2 separate regions of the Mus musculus genome follow, and region 1 is linked to region 2. Evidence: chromatin contacts called from public Hi-C data. All regions are on one chromosome and are shown on one strand. Each heading gives the region's core, a stretch centred on a gene start, on an enhancer-like site or on the middle of the called end of the contact. The rest is flanking DNA. Distances are from core to core; before and after follow the strand shown. Region 1 overlaps Cacna1c (calcium channel, voltage-dependent, L type, alpha 1C subunit). Region 2 holds the start of 1700080F18Rik (a long non-coding RNA gene).

Region 1 (2,700 bases), core at 144-2,643, 84 kb after region 2:
AGGTGCTTCAGCTACTGCACAGTCTGTGAACCCACTCTGTGATAACACTCAGTACTACCTCATAACGCAGAGGAGGTGGGATTCCCTTGCTTAAAAGTCTCGTGCGCATGGTTGGCAACTGGTCAAACCAAGGGGCCTTAAATCCAGTCTATAGACCCCTTTATTTCATGAATCTCCTGACTCACGCAGGCCAGAGAAGGCTCTCTCACAGGAGTCGGCAAGGCAGGCCTGCACCCCATAGAAAACTGCCACACACAGTTCATACTGTAATCCAGGTCCTGGAGTTCTCCTCAGACCCCTGTAGCAGGGGCAGCTGCTCCAGAAAAGGCCAAAACTACACACTGCTTCAAGTTCTCGGCTTTTCTCATTCCTCGTGACACTAGGCAGAGGAACCCCGAGTTATGCAGGAGGGGCCCTGGGAGCACAGCCCTGAGCCGGTCTCCTTAATAAAGTCAGGCACACAAGCTCCTCTGGCCACTCCCCACGGACAGCCCAACTGACCAAACTCCCACCAGAGCTTCCATGGCATCTCACCCTGCCTTGCGGTCACCTTCCCAGGTCTGGGTAGTTAGGTGGGGAAACTTCTCAGCCCAGCTCATTTCTTTGTTGCAAAGCCATTTCTCTATCCCCCACCAGCCTTTTCTCTTAGGGTATTTGACCCATGGCTTCCCCAGGGAATGCCCCATCATGGGGTTTGCAGAAAAAGTCAGCCCATCCCTCTCTAAAAGTATACATCTGCCCTGCTGCCCATAGAGGACCCAGAGGACAATGCCACTGAATCCCTCCCTTCCCCTTGGTCACAGTCAGTCCCCAGTCCCCATTTGCTGTGGCATCTGCTGAGGTAGCAGGTGCTGGCCAGAAGGTTCTCTTCTGCTGCTGCTTCTCCACCTGTGCTCGCTTACCCACATGCAGACTTCAGCTCTGCTGGGCCAATTAAAACATTAACTCTTCAGAGGGAGGGCCCCTGGTCCTAAGGACCCAGATACGTTTCCTGAGCTGGCTTCATTTCTCTGAAGGTGGCAAGGAAGGTGAAGGACTGGGTGGGTCCTCAGGGAAGCTGCTTGGCATCCAGCTTCACTGCCAGAGGGCCACACACATATAGCCACACATCTATAGCTTACCCTGTGTAGATTTGGTATCTTCTTGCTCAGAGCAAATGGCCTGGATTGGGTGACCTCTAAAGGCAAGCGTTTAGTGATTCTATATGCCTCGACACAAATGTCCTCTTACCGGTCAAGAGTCGCTTGGGCTCGGTATGAGCACAGAGTATCAAAAGAGAAGAGCTGCTCCTTTGTAAACAGTATCTCGGCTAACCACTCAGGATCCTAAAGACGTTATCTCACGGACTCCGGTGCCTTGGAGCATCACCCACATGGCCAGGTCAGCAGCCTCTGTGAGCACAGATGTCTCCCTAATGACAGGGACTCACTGCCCAGCACTGCAGGCACATTGCACATACTCAGTATAGGTCTAAATACACTCGGAGAAACACGGTTGAGGCGAGCACACACTTATTAGATATTTTAGTTCTTCTCTATGCCTGACCTGTAGCTTTTCATTTAAAAACTGAGTTTCTGATAACTCTAATGTTGCTTCTGGAGGTAGCTGGCTTCCTGCCTCCAGCTACGCCATCGCTAGGCAGTCAAGAAAACTCAGGATGACCACTAGGTACAATGGCCTGACACATTCTCCTGGAGAGGTACCACTTGCTGACCGCTGAGAGCTCTTATTTCAGATGCACATAACCTTCCTCTAGTCTGTCTGCCACCAAGCACAACAAGAGAGCAAGCTAGTTCTTGTTTTGGCTCATGATCACTCTGCCCACTATCCAGGACTTCTCTTCCCATAGGGGACACATTGGGTGCATACTTAATCAAAGAAACTCAATTCATAGACATCCTAATTCTTCCCATTGGTCTCTCATGAGCAATGGAACTTCTAGAGGTCCTGTCACTCACAACACAGACCCTGAACAACAAGACCACAGAATGCATACCAGACGAGGTGATCAGTTGGTGATTTGAAATGGTTTTTTAGCAACAGGTGGTCACTGGAGTCACAGGGGAATTTAAAGAGATTCTTGATGCCCAGGTCATGTCTGTGGAGAGTCCAACTTAGTCAAGCAGTGTGATCTGAGTCCAGCCGCTCGGCCTGATCACAAGCTGGTTAGAAACGCGGACTATCCAGCTATGCCCAGAGCCACCAAGAACCTGTGGCCAATGAACGCTACAGGTGACCCGAAGCCAGATGGTCCAAATCAGACAGAGGGTCTGGTAATTCTTGTTTAAAGAGCCTGGATGGTTATAGGGCCTGACCACAGATCAGAAATATTAATGTAAAAAAAAAATCCCACAGGGTCGCTGTCAATAGCACCTGGCCATTGAATTACCAAGCTTTTCATGGTAAGACCAAAGGGGGACCATAGGGGACAAAGCAACCACTCAGGGTGCTGGCTCTGTGGACTCAATCTTCCTAAATCCCAGGGACAAACAAGTCACATTCATTTCTAGTGCAAAGTTTCTGTGGAAGTGTATTCTGCACAGAACTACCTCAGAGACAACCGTGAAAGCACAGATGTTTGGATCGCAGTCCTAATGTAAGAGGTTGACTCGGTTCTTGGCTCTTTCTCTCCCCTGAAGAAGCCAAGCGAGAAGGGGATCCATTCTCAGATTCTCCCCACCCTAGAGCATTCCTGGGGAA
Region 2 (2,700 bases), core at 67-2,566:
AGCTGAACACATCTGAACTGGCTCCTCCCTCTCCTGCTCCTAGCTCATACTCCAGTGCGCTATCCTGGATGGTTGCTCTGTGAAGGCCACTGTGTAAATACGGGCACTTTGACTGGCTTTATTTCCTTTTGTCTCCAAACTCTGGGTCTCTATTTTTCCAAGAAGTTGTGGGAAGAGGCTCCTCACCTCGACTGACTCTGACGTGGAACCGTTTCTTGGGATGGTTCTGTTTATTAACTTTATCTCTGCTGCCAAAGGGGTGCTGAAAACCCCCAGCTTGCTAGGCTGCCTCCTTGGCTCCACCCCTCCTCCCAGTTTGGAACTTGACCCTTCTATTTATAACAGGCATGGTTTACTCCAGAGTCACAGCTGACCCCTCACTCCACCAGCCATCAAGACATTATGACTTAGAACCTAAGGAGGAAGGGCACGGTCCTCCCACCCCCTCACATGGCTGTTCCACATTACTGTTCTTGTGAGCCAGGACCTGATGAAGGCAGCATCAGAAGGGAAACTCCAGGCTTCTGACTCACCATTGTTCCACCACCCCACGCTTTGGTCCCATTTCTCCTCTTACTATCTGCTGCAGTCTGCATCTTCAGTGTTCTCCAGAGGTCCATGTGCGCTGCACACTGGGTCCCCAGTTTTGGGGCTACTGAGAAGCAGTGAAAACTTGGATTAGGTTGCTGGCAGTAGAAATCCTGGGACTCCGTTCCTTTCCTGTCTCTTTGTCTCCTGGCCACAATGAGATGAACAAGCCTTCTCTGCTGCAAGCTCTCACCAGCAGAAGCAACAGAGAGAGCCAAGTGCTCACACTCTGTAGCCAGTAGAAACAGACTTCTTAGCTGATTGTCTCCAGTAATTATTCGGTCTACAGCAAGCTGATTGATACATCTTATCCCATCACCCCTTTCTTCCTGAGTTTTCCAACTACCACACAGGCTATCTGCATGGGGCAACAGCAATAGTTCCATATTTGGTACTTAGGGTTGCCCAGGCATGCCTAAAAGGCAGAGCACAGCATTTAATGAAGAGAAAGATAACTGAACAGTACATATGATGTTACGCTTGGTCAAATGCAGGGTTGCTGATTTTAGAGTGTATGATCCCAACCCTAAGATAAACCGCCTCTCACCTACTGGTGGTCTGGAGTTAAGTGGCTACCTATCATAAACTTTTGAGTACCTGCACCTACCTTAATTCGATTTAAAGTGATTTCTAGCAGTGGAAAAAGTCATAGAAGTACTAATGTTGCCTCCAATCATAAAGAAAAGTCATGATGAATACACGCTAGAAGTCTGAAAGCAAAGATCTAACCATTTTCATCCTATTTCAGAGACACATTGGAATTCTACCTAGCGACCTCCTGGACCATGGTTAAGAACTGGTGGTCAGAGCAAGGGTGTTCAGAACAGAGAGAGATGTATATCCTTTCTGTAGCTGGGTGGCAGCAGTATCAACTTAGAAGCACTGCGAAGTCCCTGGAAATTAATCTCCAGTTAGTCTCCAGATTCTCCTGGAATTCCTCAAAGGTGATTGTTTGGATTTTCTCACAGCATCCGTCCAACAGCCCAGAGTGAGCTTCCCAAGCGTTTCTAACAGTCAATCCATTTATTATTAAACTGCCAATAAGAAATGCTCTCTACCGCTCTGTGAGTGCAAGAGGTAAGAGGTCGCATGTCCATCTTAGTGGTAGCGTGGATGCCCCCCCCCAGGCAGCAAGCTCAGGGAGACCATCTTAGCTCACGACCACAAAGCAGGCTGCCCAACAGCAGAAGTGCTCCCCAAATTGATAGAAGTTACATAGAGGACAACCTGGGGATGCTCTCAGAGCTGGTGCTGAGAGGTAGGAACGCTACAGCAAACCCATGTGATGAAGCCCAGTAGGTCAGTTACTTTAAAGTAGCTAATTTATAGGGTGTTTCCAATCCAAGGCTCTACCACATGTCTCCACAAACCCATTGCTGGGTGTGACAAAATGCATCAGCTTCGATGGCTCTAAGTTAGTGAGTCTCAGCCTTCCTAACACTGTGACCCTTTAACACAGTTCCTCATGGTGTGGCGATCCCCAACCATAAAATTATCTTTGTTGCTGCTTCTTAACTGTACTTCTTGCTACTGTTAGGAATCATAATGTAAGTATTTTTGGAGATGGGGGCTTGCCAAAGGGGTCACGACCCAAGTGCTGAGAATGAGTGCTCTAAAGTCATCAATGGGCAGAAGTGGAGGGGCCCTCAGGGACCAACTCATTCATGACCTTAACCCTGAGTTCAAAGACCCTTTGAAAGCAGCAGTTAGCCATGGATGGCTAGCCCCCGAGAGAGTGGCCAGAAGCACATTCCATATGTATACGATTCCAGGAGCTTCAGGAACCTTTTGAAGCACGTCCAGGTCAAAGACATTTGATGTCATTCCCTCCTCACTGTTCTTCATTCATAAATGATAAGGCAGGGACTGAGAAGTAGGGAGCCTTCGGATCACAGGCAGCCAAGCTGAGCACCAGTAACAGGGGCTCACTGTAGCCTAGGAAGGCACATGCTGAGGACGTGAACCTTAGGAGAGGCCAGACCACTAGAAATTGATTCTCTTCTCCCCATCCCTGCCCCACACGGTGCCAGTGGAAAGCCTCAGGGCTGGCTAAGAAGGAGGCTACACCTGCTGCAGGCTTTCCCATGATGTGCCCTGGTCTGAGAACACCAT

The links. Hi-C and Micro-C count contacts between places; a contact is called where the count stands out from the background.
Region 1: a contact with region 2 is called in a Hi-C map of cerebellum, with 1.9 times the contacts expected there. The contact joins the enhancer-like site here to the promoter of 1700080F18Rik in region 2. A contact is called at or near these places in 4 of 39 promoter capture datasets (the 3T3-L1 cell line, 3T3-L1-derived adipocytes, embryonic stem cells and 1 more) and 9 of 484 Hi-C or Micro-C datasets (the HL-1 cell line, the N1E-115 cell line, brain and 6 more).

What each region holds. Positions count from the first base shown.
Region 1 is chr6:118,923,253-118,925,952 of GRCm38.p6, forward strand. The region is part of intron 3 of Cacna1c (calcium channel, voltage-dependent, L type, alpha 1C subunit); the gene reads right to left. Among named protein-coding and RNA genes, the nearest start is that of 4931430N09Rik, 44 kb to the left of the region's middle. Within about 2 kb of position 1,394, at least 13 of the 459 cell types and tissues checked have an H3K27ac peak or open chromatin away from gene starts, as enhancers often do. A contact at or near this core is called in cerebellum and cerebral cortex, where this site is marked.
Region 2 is chr6:118,839,272-118,841,971 of GRCm38.p6, forward strand. 1700080F18Rik (a long non-coding RNA gene) reads left to right here and starts at 1,317. Exons shown (of 2, transcript XR_003956354.1): 1 at 1,317-2,700. The region is part of intron 3 of Cacna1c (calcium channel, voltage-dependent, L type, alpha 1C subunit); the gene reads right to left.